2 separate regions of the Mus musculus genome follow, and region 1 is linked to region 2. Evidence: chromatin contacts called from public HiChIP or PLAC-seq data. All regions are on one chromosome and are shown on one strand. The core of a region is the stretch at or near the end of the contact, and the rest is flanking DNA. Distances in the headings are between cores, read along the strand shown.

Region 1 (5,742 bases), core at 171-2,670, 640 kb after region 2:
TCATCCTGGTTAGACAACCCATCCTGAATGAGGTGTCCCCATGCAGAGGCCCACCACATTCAGACAAAGGGGCCACAGGTGGAGAGACTCCCCTTTCTTTTTAACTGTAGTACCAATGTGAGAATGCTTTCTCTAAGGCTCTGATCACACCCACCCCAGGGTCTCTGATAGTGCCTGCTCTGACCCAGGACACTCCATTCTGTGCTAGGTGAGGCTTCAGGGGACTTTCCCCACACTGTCCTTTTAGAGCGCGACATTAAAGCCCAGGGTCCTGAGGAACTGTGGCTAACTCTGAAGCTTCATGTCAGAGTCTGGGACTTTGATGATGGGTCTCAGGGCCCCAAATCTTCTTAGGGAGCAAGCAGGAGAGTTTCTGGTACCCTCATGGAGGCGAGTGTTTCAGAGCAGTACCTTTTTCCACAGAGCCCATGATGGACCTTGTCCAAGATCCAGGGTATGAGGACCCAGGCTCTGGGGACAGGGACTGCCAGGGAGGAACAGCAATAGGAAAAGATAGACCAGGGCTGGGGGGTAATGGAGTGGAGAAGAGAGATGGACAGACAGACACAGAGAGAAATAGAGAATAGAGGTAGAGATAAAGAGGAAGGGACAGACATGGGAAAACATAGTCAAAGATGGAAAGAGATGTATATTGTGTACTTTACGTATGACCCTCATTCCTGGTCTGGGCTGTGTCCCCTACCCAGAACCCTAGCTATCTCTGTACTCACTGAGACCCAGCCTCCATCAGACCCTGCTTCCTCTCACAGGGCCAAACCTTCTGCAGTGTCCTGATGAGTATCACCCACCATCTCATCACCAAGCATCCTTCCTAGCACCTGTGGGAGATGGTGATTCAACCTACCAGTTCAGCTGTCAAGGTCAGAGTACAGGTCCTCAGGACCTTGAAATTAAGGACTGAACCTTCACGCATCAGAGTGGTGACAGAGGCAAGACTCTTCCCCTCTGTGAGCCCCCAAGGGTGTAAATCCAGACATCTACTCCTGTGTGGATTCTGGCTGGTGGAGCCAAGGCTAGATCTGAAAGGGGATGCGGTAGGTGGGGTGGGGCATCTTCCTCATCCTTGTTCTCCAATGGACCTGGAGCAATGAGTTTCAAGCCTGAGCCTCAGCTTCCAAGGCTCCCTTAACTGCCTTCCCCATAAGGTCCCTTTTAGAGGACATCCTCAGAGCCACCAGCACCCCCCTGAGAGCCAGGCAGGCAAGTGATGTAGAGGGTAAGAGAAGGGGTGCTTCTTGCTTAGGGAAGCAGGTAGAGGGGCATATTAACCTTCTCACCTGATGACCGCCTGCTGACAGTGGCTGTCTCCAGCTCGCTCAGCCCACACTTGTTGTCTTGATCTCCTCCTGGCCCCTAAATCCCCTTCTGTCCTCTGAGGCTGGCTCCTGCCAGTTCCCTAGAAGTGGGGTGGGTGTGTCACCTTTTCACGGAAATCAAAGGAATGAGCTCAAACAGAGCTGTCAGTGTGGGAGGCTCCTCCTTTTCATCTGGGAGATGAAAACAGAGAGCCTTGCACGCCGCCCATTCTGGAATGGTCCCTGGCCTTAGGTGCTCGGGACCAAAGGAAGAGATGACATCTGTAAAGATGGATCAGTCAGTAAAGTTCTCGCTATGCAGGTATGAGAATTTGAGTTTGGATCCCCTGCACCTTTAATAAAAGTTGGGCATCATGGTGCATGCTTGTGACCCCAGTACTGAGAGATGGAGACCAGAGGACTCATGGGACTTGATATTCAGCTGGCTATGCCAATCACTACATTTGCTGCAAAGTCTTATCTTTAAAAAATAAGGTATTGGGCCAGTGAGAGGGCTCAGTGGGTAAAGGTTCTTGCCACACCCAAGCCTGACAACCTAAGTTCAATTCCAGGGATCCCCATAAAAGAAGAAAATTGATTCCTAAAAGTTTCCCTCTGATCTGGACACATGTGGTGGCACATTTGTGCACACACACAGATAAACTTAAAAACATATTTAAGCCAGAGGTTGTGGCCCACACCTTTAATCCCAGCACTTGGGAGGCAGAGGCAGACAGATTTCTGCAAGTCTGCACAGAGTTTCCAGGTCAACCAGGATGGTATTGTGAGATGTTGTCTCAAAACAACAACAGCATGGACTTTAAAATGTTTTTTAATGTGTAGGGTAATTAAGAAGACACACACTCAGTGCTGATCTTTAGGCAGCACATACACCTGCACAGATGTGCATGCACCTACACACATGTGCACATAAACTCACACAGCAGTTGGAAGGGAATAGGGAGAGTCCAATAGAGCTAGGACTGCACAGTGAGATATTCTGGAGACTCACTGGCAGAGGAAGGTCCTGGGGAGCTGGGCACCCAGACGTTGGGTGGATAAAGACCAAAGCATGCTCTCATGCCTGAAGGTCTCTGGTTTATCTTCAGATTCCATCAAAAGCCAGGCGCACCCTCCAAGTCATCCAGTACGCATGTGCTTTCAAGGCTCTGTGTTATGGTTAGCTAAGTAAATATGCAGGAAAACCCATCTTATGGTGACTCAGACAGCTGTGGCTCAAGATGGCTGCCATCATGTCAAGCCAGATCCATACTCTGTCCTCTGTGGGATGCACCCTTACAACACACACAAGCACTGTGCAGCCCCAAATCTCCCCAACTTTTCATTGTTCTGGTAGGCCTTTGTTGTTGTTCTTCTTCAGGGCTTTGCCCTCAAGGATTAATATAATTGTCATAGTGTGCCGGTACTGTGAGGTGATCTAGAGGAGTCCACAGCAGCTGGAGAGTCTGTGCACCACCGAAGCAGGCAGCAGGGAGACAACCAAGCACTTGGCACCTCTCCTGTGACAGTGTAGGATTGGACAGGACTTTGATATTGGTTTTCGAATGTGACACAGAATTGACGTTCTGATCTGATAAGATATGGCCTGTGGTCTGTCTCTAACAGCTGCTGTGTGAATATGACCAAAAGTACATGTGTGATTTAACACCTCAAGCCCTGGGCTAGACAGATGGCTCAGGAGCCGAAGGTCTCCCTGCTCTTCTGGAAGACCTGAGTTTAGCTCCTAGCACTGAGGTTTCGTGATTGAACCAACTAAAGGGAGAACAGACTCGTCCTGGGTGTCAGAATGGGGACAACCTTCCCCTGTCCCCATGTAAACCCCAGTGTGTCCTATCCCTAGTGTGCTGAGGTCACCAGGCTACCTGTTTGTTCTGTGAGACCATTAGTTCCTGTTTGGTGTAAGTGGCAAACTGCTAAGCCTCTGAGACCACCCAGGAGGTCCCCAGAGAAGCTAAGGTCAGTGTCCTCGTGTGATTAAGCCTGGACCCCTCCCCCCTCTGACCCCATCACAGTGCTGCCTGTTGACTGGGACCTTATACCTGGAATCATCCCTGAGTCATGTGGCCCAAATGTCTCAATTTCTCCCCCTCCCCAATTTTAAATTACAGTTGTGTGTGTGTGTGTGTGTGTGTGTGTGTGTGTGTGTGTGCACTGAGGTCAGAAGCTCACTTGTGGGAGTCAGTTCTCTCCTTCCACCATATTGGTTCTAGAAATTGGACTCAGGTTGTCAGCCTTGGTGGCAATACCCACTGAACCGCGTTGCCGACTCCTGTTGAACAGCACTACCTTCCCGTCCTTTGAGCCAAACCGCTGCCATCTTTATGAGTGCAGCTGTATCTGTTTGAAGAAGATCACTCCAGATGGACTTGTTAATTTAGAAGTTCCCTCATAGAAAGAAAAACGGGGGAGGGTCATGGGAACCTTACCTATGTATACGGCCACCTCACCCTCAGCAATTTGTATACATTTCTGCGCAGAGTACAAGCTGTGGGGAGGGCGTGCTGGGTGTAGAACTTCCAGCCTGGCCTATGCATAAGCCAAATAAACTCCTTGGCTCCCCAGGGGCAGATGCTTCTTAGATCCCTCAGCAAGCAGAAAATCTTGGAGACTGCCCCCAAACCTTTCCAACTCCTCCACTGACCCAGTTGGTCCTGGTGGGGTTTCTGTTGTTACTGTTGTCCTTTGGTTGGTTTGTTTATTTTGGTTCAGTATAAATCATGTGACTTGTTACACAGTGTCCTAGGCGAGTGGTGATCTGTGGCTGGCCTTGTCATTGCCATTGAGTAATACTGTGGGAAGAGTAAACAAAATGTACAATTTTTTTTTCTATCCAAGGATTACATGAGACCACATTTCCCTTAAAAATTTGTAAAGAAATCACATGGCAGAAGTTGAGACTCCTGCAGGCTCAGCACTTTTGAACTCAAGGTTGTACTCTGCTCAAAACCTCAGGAGTAAAAACACAGGGGACCCAACTGGGCATGCGTGTTCCCTTCAGCAGGAGTAAAGCTTTTGTCTTGCAAATGCTTTGAATTGGATCATGTGGCAATTCCTTCGGACCCTGGACCTATTTCTAACAATATTGATGTTAGATTTCTGAGGCAGCTTAAGAAGATGGCAGGGGTGGGGGAAGTGAAGAAAAGAGACCAGTTAGTCTCAACAGAGAGGAGTGTTTATTTCAAACATCAAGGCAAATACGATGGGAAAGGGGTGTCTGCCAAACAGGAAGAGGGTACTTGGGGTTTATATAGGAGGTTTGGGGAATGCACCTGCTGGGGCTACCTGCAAGCCTGCAGTCTCTCTCTCCTGGACTTGTTTGTTCAAGATAAGGTCGTTTGTCTTTAGAAACTGCCTTGTCCTGGCTATGGGGATGAGGGTCATAGAGAGTAACTGAGTTTGGCAATGGCAGTGAAGGGGAAGGAGTTGGAGTTTCAATACAGGGCCTTGGTCAGGGTCTGGAAGAGTTTGTTTGAGGTTTGTTCCAACATACCCCAACTCTTAAGAGATAAGGAATGGGTCAGAGAGGATGGGGTTTCCAGATATAGGGTTGGAGTTTGTGGGGAAGTGAGCTGAGCATGAACAGAGAGGTCTGGGGAAGAGGGAGTTCTGTAGGCACAGTGTGTGTGTGTGTGTGTGTGTGTGTGTGTGAGAGAGAGAGAGAGAGAGAGAGAGAGAGAGAGAGAGAGAGAGAATGTGTATGTGGTGTGTGTGAGTGAGTGTGTTGTGTGTGAGAGTATGTGTGTGGTGTGAGTGAGTATGTGTGTGAGAGTGGGGGGGTGTGGGGGTGTGAGTGTGTTGTGTGTGAGAGTGTGTGTGTGGTGTGAGTGAGTGAGTGTGTATGTGAGAGTGTGTGTGGGATGTGTGTGTGTGAATGTGGTATGTGTGTTTGTGTGTGTGTGTGTGGTCCCTGTTGAGCAAAGCCTCAGATCATGAGGAACTGAGTCAGGCTGTACTGGGCAGTAGTCCCCAGCCATAAATAATAACTTAGTCCCAGCCTGTATATGTACATGTCCCCTGGCCCCTCTAATGTATCCAACCTTCAATTGTCAGAAAGGTTGGGGCCTCTTGATGCTCCAATAGAGCAGTTTCAGCCTGTTGAGGTTAAGTCTCTTGGCTTCTCTGCCTGTTTTCTGATACCCAAATGAGGGATGCACTTGTGGTCTTCTGGGCAGAAAGTTCCCCTGCCTTCCTCCACAGAGTCATTCTTCTGAGAGCATGGACATCTTCTAAGCTTACTCTACAGGCTAAACAGCTACTAGTCTGACCTGAGATCTCTGGTCCTTGTGTTCTCTGCCTCTGAGAATAGTGTAAATCCACTGGACAGAACCTCAGTTCTTGGGACTCTATTGGTGCTCTGTATAGACCCAGCTTGACCCCTGGCCTCTGCTCTCCTCAAAATCTTCTC
Region 2 (5,852 bases), core at 2,390-4,889:
TCTCTGGCATTGGAGGGAGTTATTTCTAAGTGGACATATGAACTAGTCATCTCCTTGTAAATGTTGAGAATATTCTGGAAATAAGGTCTGTAGAGAGGCAGTTCTCCAGAGCTTAGAGGAGATAAGCTATGGCAACCATATAAGCTGATCTGGAGTAGGGCTGAGACACGCTTGCCTCTAACTCTGTCCAGATAGCTTCCATGACACTCACTGAGTAGGAGAGGCCCAGATGGGAGTCCATATTTCCATGTGTGCACATGTGTGTTGGGTGGGCAGTGTGGCAGTCCACAAATACTAAATGGCTATTTCTATGTGGCCCCTGCTCCCAAGTCCGGCTTCTAGGGCTCAGGAAGTTGGAGTGTTAGACTATCACAGGATGCATGGGTGGATGCATGTCTGGATCAGTGGGTGTGTTGGTTGATTGGATGTGGTGTTCCTGTGAAGAGGAAAAGATGGACAAGGGTATGGGTGTGTATGTCAGGGGCAGGGGTGTCATGTCAGGGTTACTATCTTTCTTGTACCCCTCCCCTGACATTTACACTTGCCTGGGAGTGAGTGCCTGGGGGAGAGCTCTGGGTTTCTAGAAAGGCTGTTCCTGGTGACCAAAAGCAGTGAGCAGCCTCTCAGGCTCTCACTGTGATCTGCAGGCAGCTGTTGTATCCCACCATGTCCTCAGAAAACCCTTTCCATGAGAGAGAAATATGAGTTTCTAGGGCACCAGTGGACCAGTCTCACAAGAGAACTCTGGGCGTGGGTGGCCTGGCAGGTGAGAGCCTAGCAGGCCAAAGACCAGGGTAGTGCAATAGTAACAGCAAGCTGAGAGGTAAAATGAAGGGAAGAACTGGCCAGTGGTTCACAGGAACACAAAGGAGACTCTCCACCAATGGCATGGGTGACGGGTGCTGTAAAGAGAGGGCAGAAACTCTGTCCTTGCAGTTGGGCCAGACCCGACACCCAGAATCCTTCCTAGTTAGCTGAGCAGCTATGAAGTGTCTTAGTTGGTGAGGGTTGCAACCGACTTTAAATCTGTAGCACTGCCGGTGTCACTGCCGGTGTGACAGCTGTGCACCAGAGAGCTAAGGGCAGCAGAACCAATGCAAGGGCCACAGGGAACCTCCAGGAAATGTCTCAACCGCCACAGAGAAAGCACGGGAGTGGTGGTGGGGTTCCAGGGGCCCAGGTGTGCATTTTGACAGAACAGTGGGGCTGGCACTCTGTCCCAGGCCCATCCCATGATCTTGGGTGACCTGGTGACACCCCGCTTTGTTCCTGGGACACCTGATCCCCACCTCACTTGGCCAGGAGGTAAAACACAAGACAGGTATACAAAGGGCCTTTGAGAAGTCCCTGCCAACCTGTGCAGTAATGATGGTTTCCCGCTAAGTGTAAACTTGCCCTCTCTGTCCCAGACCAAGGTCCCTGGGTTAGCATTTTTGAGGTGTGGCACCTCCCCAGGCTAGTGAGAATGTTCTGGCTGTCCTTGGCACAAGGGCTGGGGTGGGGAGTTAGGGGGGAGACTGGGGGCTCTGCGGCTTCCCAGCTTTGGTTCCCAGGACGGCCCCACCTCTACTGTGCTTATCAAGGCTTCCCTGGCTGGCTGCCTGTGGCCTCAAAGTCATACCGCCCTGGGCGGGTGTCCTTGGGCAAGCCAGCCTCTTCCAGGGTTGGGGACAAATGGCTGTCATGTGTGGGGTATGCTTAAGTGCCAGGCACCTATTGAACAGGACACAGACAGGCTCACAGAAGTTCAGGGGTACCAGGCTCACACAGGCACCTAAGTGTGCTCTCACTGTGTCTCCTGGAGGGCCTCAGCTGGAGGCTGGGGCAGGAACTAGCCACTGCAGGGGCCTGTGGAGGTATCAACTTCATCCTTGGTCAGCATATACTCCTAGCTAAGCAACTTTTCAGTGTATGAGCAGCACCTGGGGCTCCTGACAAAGTGAACTGGCTGCAAGATTAACCCAAAGCCGCAGGTTCTGTCTGCAGGGCACTGTGAATACTGTGCTCAGACAAGGGACTCAGGGTCAGGTCAGGGCATGTGAAAGAAACAGTTAGGGCTGGGTTTGACACTCATGGAAAAGTGTCCCTCACTTTGGTAAGTGACAGGATGCTTACCCTGGGGTCAGGATACATGGTCATCTAACATGGAAAGAGCCAGAAAGGGACATTAAAGAATCCCTGTTGTGTTACAAAAAAAAAAAAAAAAACAAAAAAAACAAAACAAAACAAAAACAAAACCCAAAACAAAAACAAACAGAGGTATTTCTGTATTTTGGATAATTAACAGCTCACCATTAAAAAAAAAAAAAAAAGCTAATAAGACACCTGCCCCACCCCCATGGTGGTGGGGAGTGTTTCCTGATATTTTAGGTGGAAAACTCTTGACTGAATGAGCTTTGATCCTTGAGAGGTGTTGGGGTAGGGATAGATAGATGCTTGAAGGAGGGGTCCCATAGGCTCCTGGCCCCAAAGCACTGTCTCTCTTTGGGCTCTGGGCCTGAGTCCTAGGTCCTATCCTTAGGGAAGTCTGGGGTTAGCATGATGTGCGTGGGCAGAGCTGTGGTCTGAAGAAAGCCAGCTTTTCTTTGGGACTAACTAGTACATGCTTCATACCAGGAGGACCAAGTGATCTCTGGGGATCTGGAAGCCTGGGGGCAGTTGAGGAACAGCCTAGGCAGGGTGGGGCAGGTAGCTCACAAGTAGGCTTGAAACTAAAGGGCAGGTACCATTCTAAAGGCTTGCCCAGAGATACAGGGTTTGGGACCCCACCTCTTACCTTCTCTTTGTCACAAGGGACAGAAAGAGCAGTGCACCCTCCCAGGCAGTGATAGGATCGCTTTATCCAGAGGCTTCAAAGGAAAGAAAGTGTTCTGAACCTAAATACTAGACTTGTGCTGTTGTGTGGCCCTCTCCTGAGTGGCCAGCCAGGGTCACAAGTCCCTCATCTGGATAGAAGGCCTGAGGTTCCCTGTGCAGCCAAATGCTGCTCTCTGCCCAGCATGTAGCAGGCCATCTGAGGGTATGAGCCATAAGGGACTTTGGCCCCCACCAGGGCCCCTTGCCTCTATGGCTTGTCTTAGTGAGGGACCCAGGGCAGTGGCAGAAGCTGTGGCCTTAGGGCCTACTGGGTGGCCCTTTGTCTGATACAGCTTGGGTAGCTTTGTGCAGCCCCACCCTGTCCCCACTCACTGCTCAGGAGAGTACATTGCACAAGCACCTGTTTTGGGCAGACTGCTGCCCCGGTGGCTTGTCCAGCTAAGACTAAAGCAGGTTTTCTTCACAACCCAGGGAGCCTCATCCTCTGTGGGTGACCTCAGCAGAGCCGGGCTCAAGCCAGAGGCATTTCCCTACACTGGGGAAACTGGCCAGGCCTGTGTGAGGATGAGGGAGTGGATTCTACTAGCCTCTCTTCCAGGACAGGGCAGCCCTGTGTTTCCCAGAGCTTCAGGTGAATGCAGGGTAGCCTAGAGCCTCTCACTGGTCTGCTTTGCATCCTGATGCTGGCTGGGTAGGCTGGGACCACGCCATGGCTGGTCACACCCCTGAAAATAGGGCTGGCAGCATTCCTGAGAGCCTGCAGGGAGCTGGGCTCTACCAGATGGCTCCAGATCGTGACCTGCTGGCTGTAACCTGATCCACCCCCTCCCCTGGAGCTCTGCAGCTACTGGGTTGGGCCACCTCTTTGGAAAGTCAGACCCTCTTGGGGAAGTGCAGAGGCTGAACGGAAGAAAGCCTGATGGAACCTGCCCACTTATAGCTGGCCCAGGGGGACTCGAATCTTTCTGGAGCCTCTTGCTTAAGGCATGTCAATTCACAGCGTGGCGGCCGGCCGTGGTTGCTGGAGGCCACACAGACAAGCTCAGGCCCAGATGTCCCATTTTATAGCTGTCAAGACTGAGGTCCAGAGTAGAAGCCTTCAAAGAAGAGGTGACTCTTTGTCGAGGGTTCTGCTTTCGTGGGTATTGTGTCCATGTGGAGGTGGTTGATTCCCCTGCCTAGGCCAGAGAGGTCTCCTCTCGGCAGGAAAGTCTGGGGGCTCAGAAGCAGAATGTGGTGATGGGCCTGAAATCAGGGTAAGAGTGAGGGCCTGGCTAGGGTTACCATGGAGACAGCGGCAGGCTTTCTGCTGTCATCCCTAGCTGGTCCTGGAGTGTGAACAGGTGGCAGCTGGCCCTTCTACCTGGCCTGGGAATATCTGGGCTGGGTCACCTTCCCCCAGGAGAAACTACCCCTATGGATCTAGAGCTCCTTCGGTGAGCATGGGGCCAGCAGCCCGCTGGGTTGTGAGAATGCTGGCCAGTATCATTTCAGGCCAGGTAGCAGAGGGGCTGGGCTCTGTGCCTAGCAGTTACTTAGCCTCTGTGGAACTCAGCTATTAATGGGATCTGGCTTCATGATGGTCTAGTTCATAGAGGCAGCTTCTTCACTGCCAAATGGTGACATTGTCTATTGTGATGAGAGTCCAGTGTGGAGTTATGCACCCATCCCTGGTAGAAACCAATAACAGCCCTCCCCACTGTGACCATAAAACGTGGTAGATGAGACTCCAGCACTACTGGGTGAAGTTGCTTCTGGAGCCCCTGTCCATGGGGCACTCATGGGAAGATTTAAAAGTGAATACAGGAGCCAAGATCCATGGCAGTTAGAAGCACTTGCTGCACAAGCCTGATGACTGAGTTTGATCCCTGGGACCCACGTAAGGGAGAAAGAGAGAACCACACGGTTGGAAGCATAGGCTAGCCCTGTGGACAGCAGAGCTGGGATTAGCAGTCCCCACTAAGGATCTGATTACAGGACAGGATCCATTCAACTTCATACATGCTAGTCAGCCTGCTTCCTCATCCATATTGTGTTTCTCTCTCTCTCTCTCTCTCTCTCTCTCTCTCTCTCTCTCTCTCTGTGTGTGTGTGTGTGTGTGTGTGCACACGTGCGCACATCCTCACTTTCAGGTACAGACCTGTGGGGTGCAGAGCCCCCAGAAAGGTCTGTGTATATTGGGATCAGCTACCTGCACTTGGGCAAAGGCCACAGCTCAGCTGCTTTGTAAGCTGAGCTGGTTCCTGACCTCTCTCCTCATTAGATCCTGATTTGGAGGATAGAGGGCTGTGTTGAGAGTTTCTGGCTCAACAAGCACTGTGAGCGTTGGGTGGGGACTATGGGATGGGATGCTGCTGTGTGACTCAGGCTCCCTGCTTGTGTCAACCTAACTAGGCTGCTGTCCTTTGCTGGGGCCCTTCATCATTCAGAGTGTACGGGGACCATACCTGCCCTGTACCTCCACTTGCCTGAGTAGTGATTGTCCTTGTTTTGAACTCAGCGTGGTGGCATTCTGCTTTCAGGAGCATCGTGTGCACTGAGCATGGATGACTCTATGGCTCCTACCTCTATCTCAGCTTCAGGGCTGCCATCCTGACACTCAGGGACCTCAATACCTTCACACAGGGATGACACAAGCAGACAGTGACTCGTGATGCTGAGCCATGGACTGGAGTCTTCCCAAAGGCCTTTCCATCATCATCCCCTAATCCTGGCCTTCCAAGATGGGCACCTTCCAGGCAGAGAGGCACAAGTTCTCACATACCCTGAGATCCCCTCCCCAGTGAAATCCAAGGCTCCTCCTCACAGAGCTGCCGCAGAGCCTTCAGAAAGCTCTACCTGGGGCTGAGGTGCCCAGGTATGCACAAGCAGTGGACATGGGTGTCCAGCCTAGTCCTATCACAATAGTGCTGGATTTGGGACACCAAGGTGCAATTGTATAGGGACAACCTCAGGAGGTAGGGAAGGTGGGGCTACACAGATGCTCAGTCATTACACAAGGTTCCAATTGAAGGTGTAAGAGCTTGAGAGGTGGT

Evidence for each region. HiChIP or PLAC-seq counts read pairs in DNA pulled down with a chosen protein or histone mark.
Region 1: an H3K27ac HiChIP or PLAC-seq map of embryonic stem cells shows a contact between it and region 2, with 7 read pairs. The contact joins the promoter of Mrgprg here to the enhancer-like site in region 2. A contact is called at or near these places in 10 of 39 promoter capture datasets (the 3T3-L1 cell line, the SN4741 cell line, cranial neural crest and 5 more), 1 of 15 datasets of contacts at CTCF or cohesin (large pre-B cells), 10 of 115 datasets of contacts at active chromatin or transcription factors (T-cell acute lymphoblastic leukemia, craniofacial prominence, embryonic stem cells and 2 more) and 2 of 9 other capture datasets (embryonic stem cells and embryonic tail).

The regions. Positions count from the first base shown.
Region 1 is chr7:143,765,573-143,771,314 of GRCm38.p6, forward strand. It overlaps Mrgprg (MAS-related GPR, member G), which reads right to left and starts at 1,421. Exons shown (of 2, transcript NM_203492.2): 1 at 1,299-1,421.
Region 2 is chr7:143,120,877-143,126,728 of GRCm38.p6, forward strand. All of the region lies in intron 1 of Kcnq1 (potassium voltage-gated channel, subfamily Q, member 1), which reads left to right. Among named protein-coding and RNA genes, the nearest start is that of Kcnq1, 17 kb to the left of the region's middle. Within about 2 kb of position 3,640, at least 76 of the 459 cell types and tissues checked have an H3K27ac peak or open chromatin away from gene starts, as enhancers often do. A contact at or near this core is called in embryonic stem cells, neural tube, pancreatic cancer cells and 1 more, where this site is marked.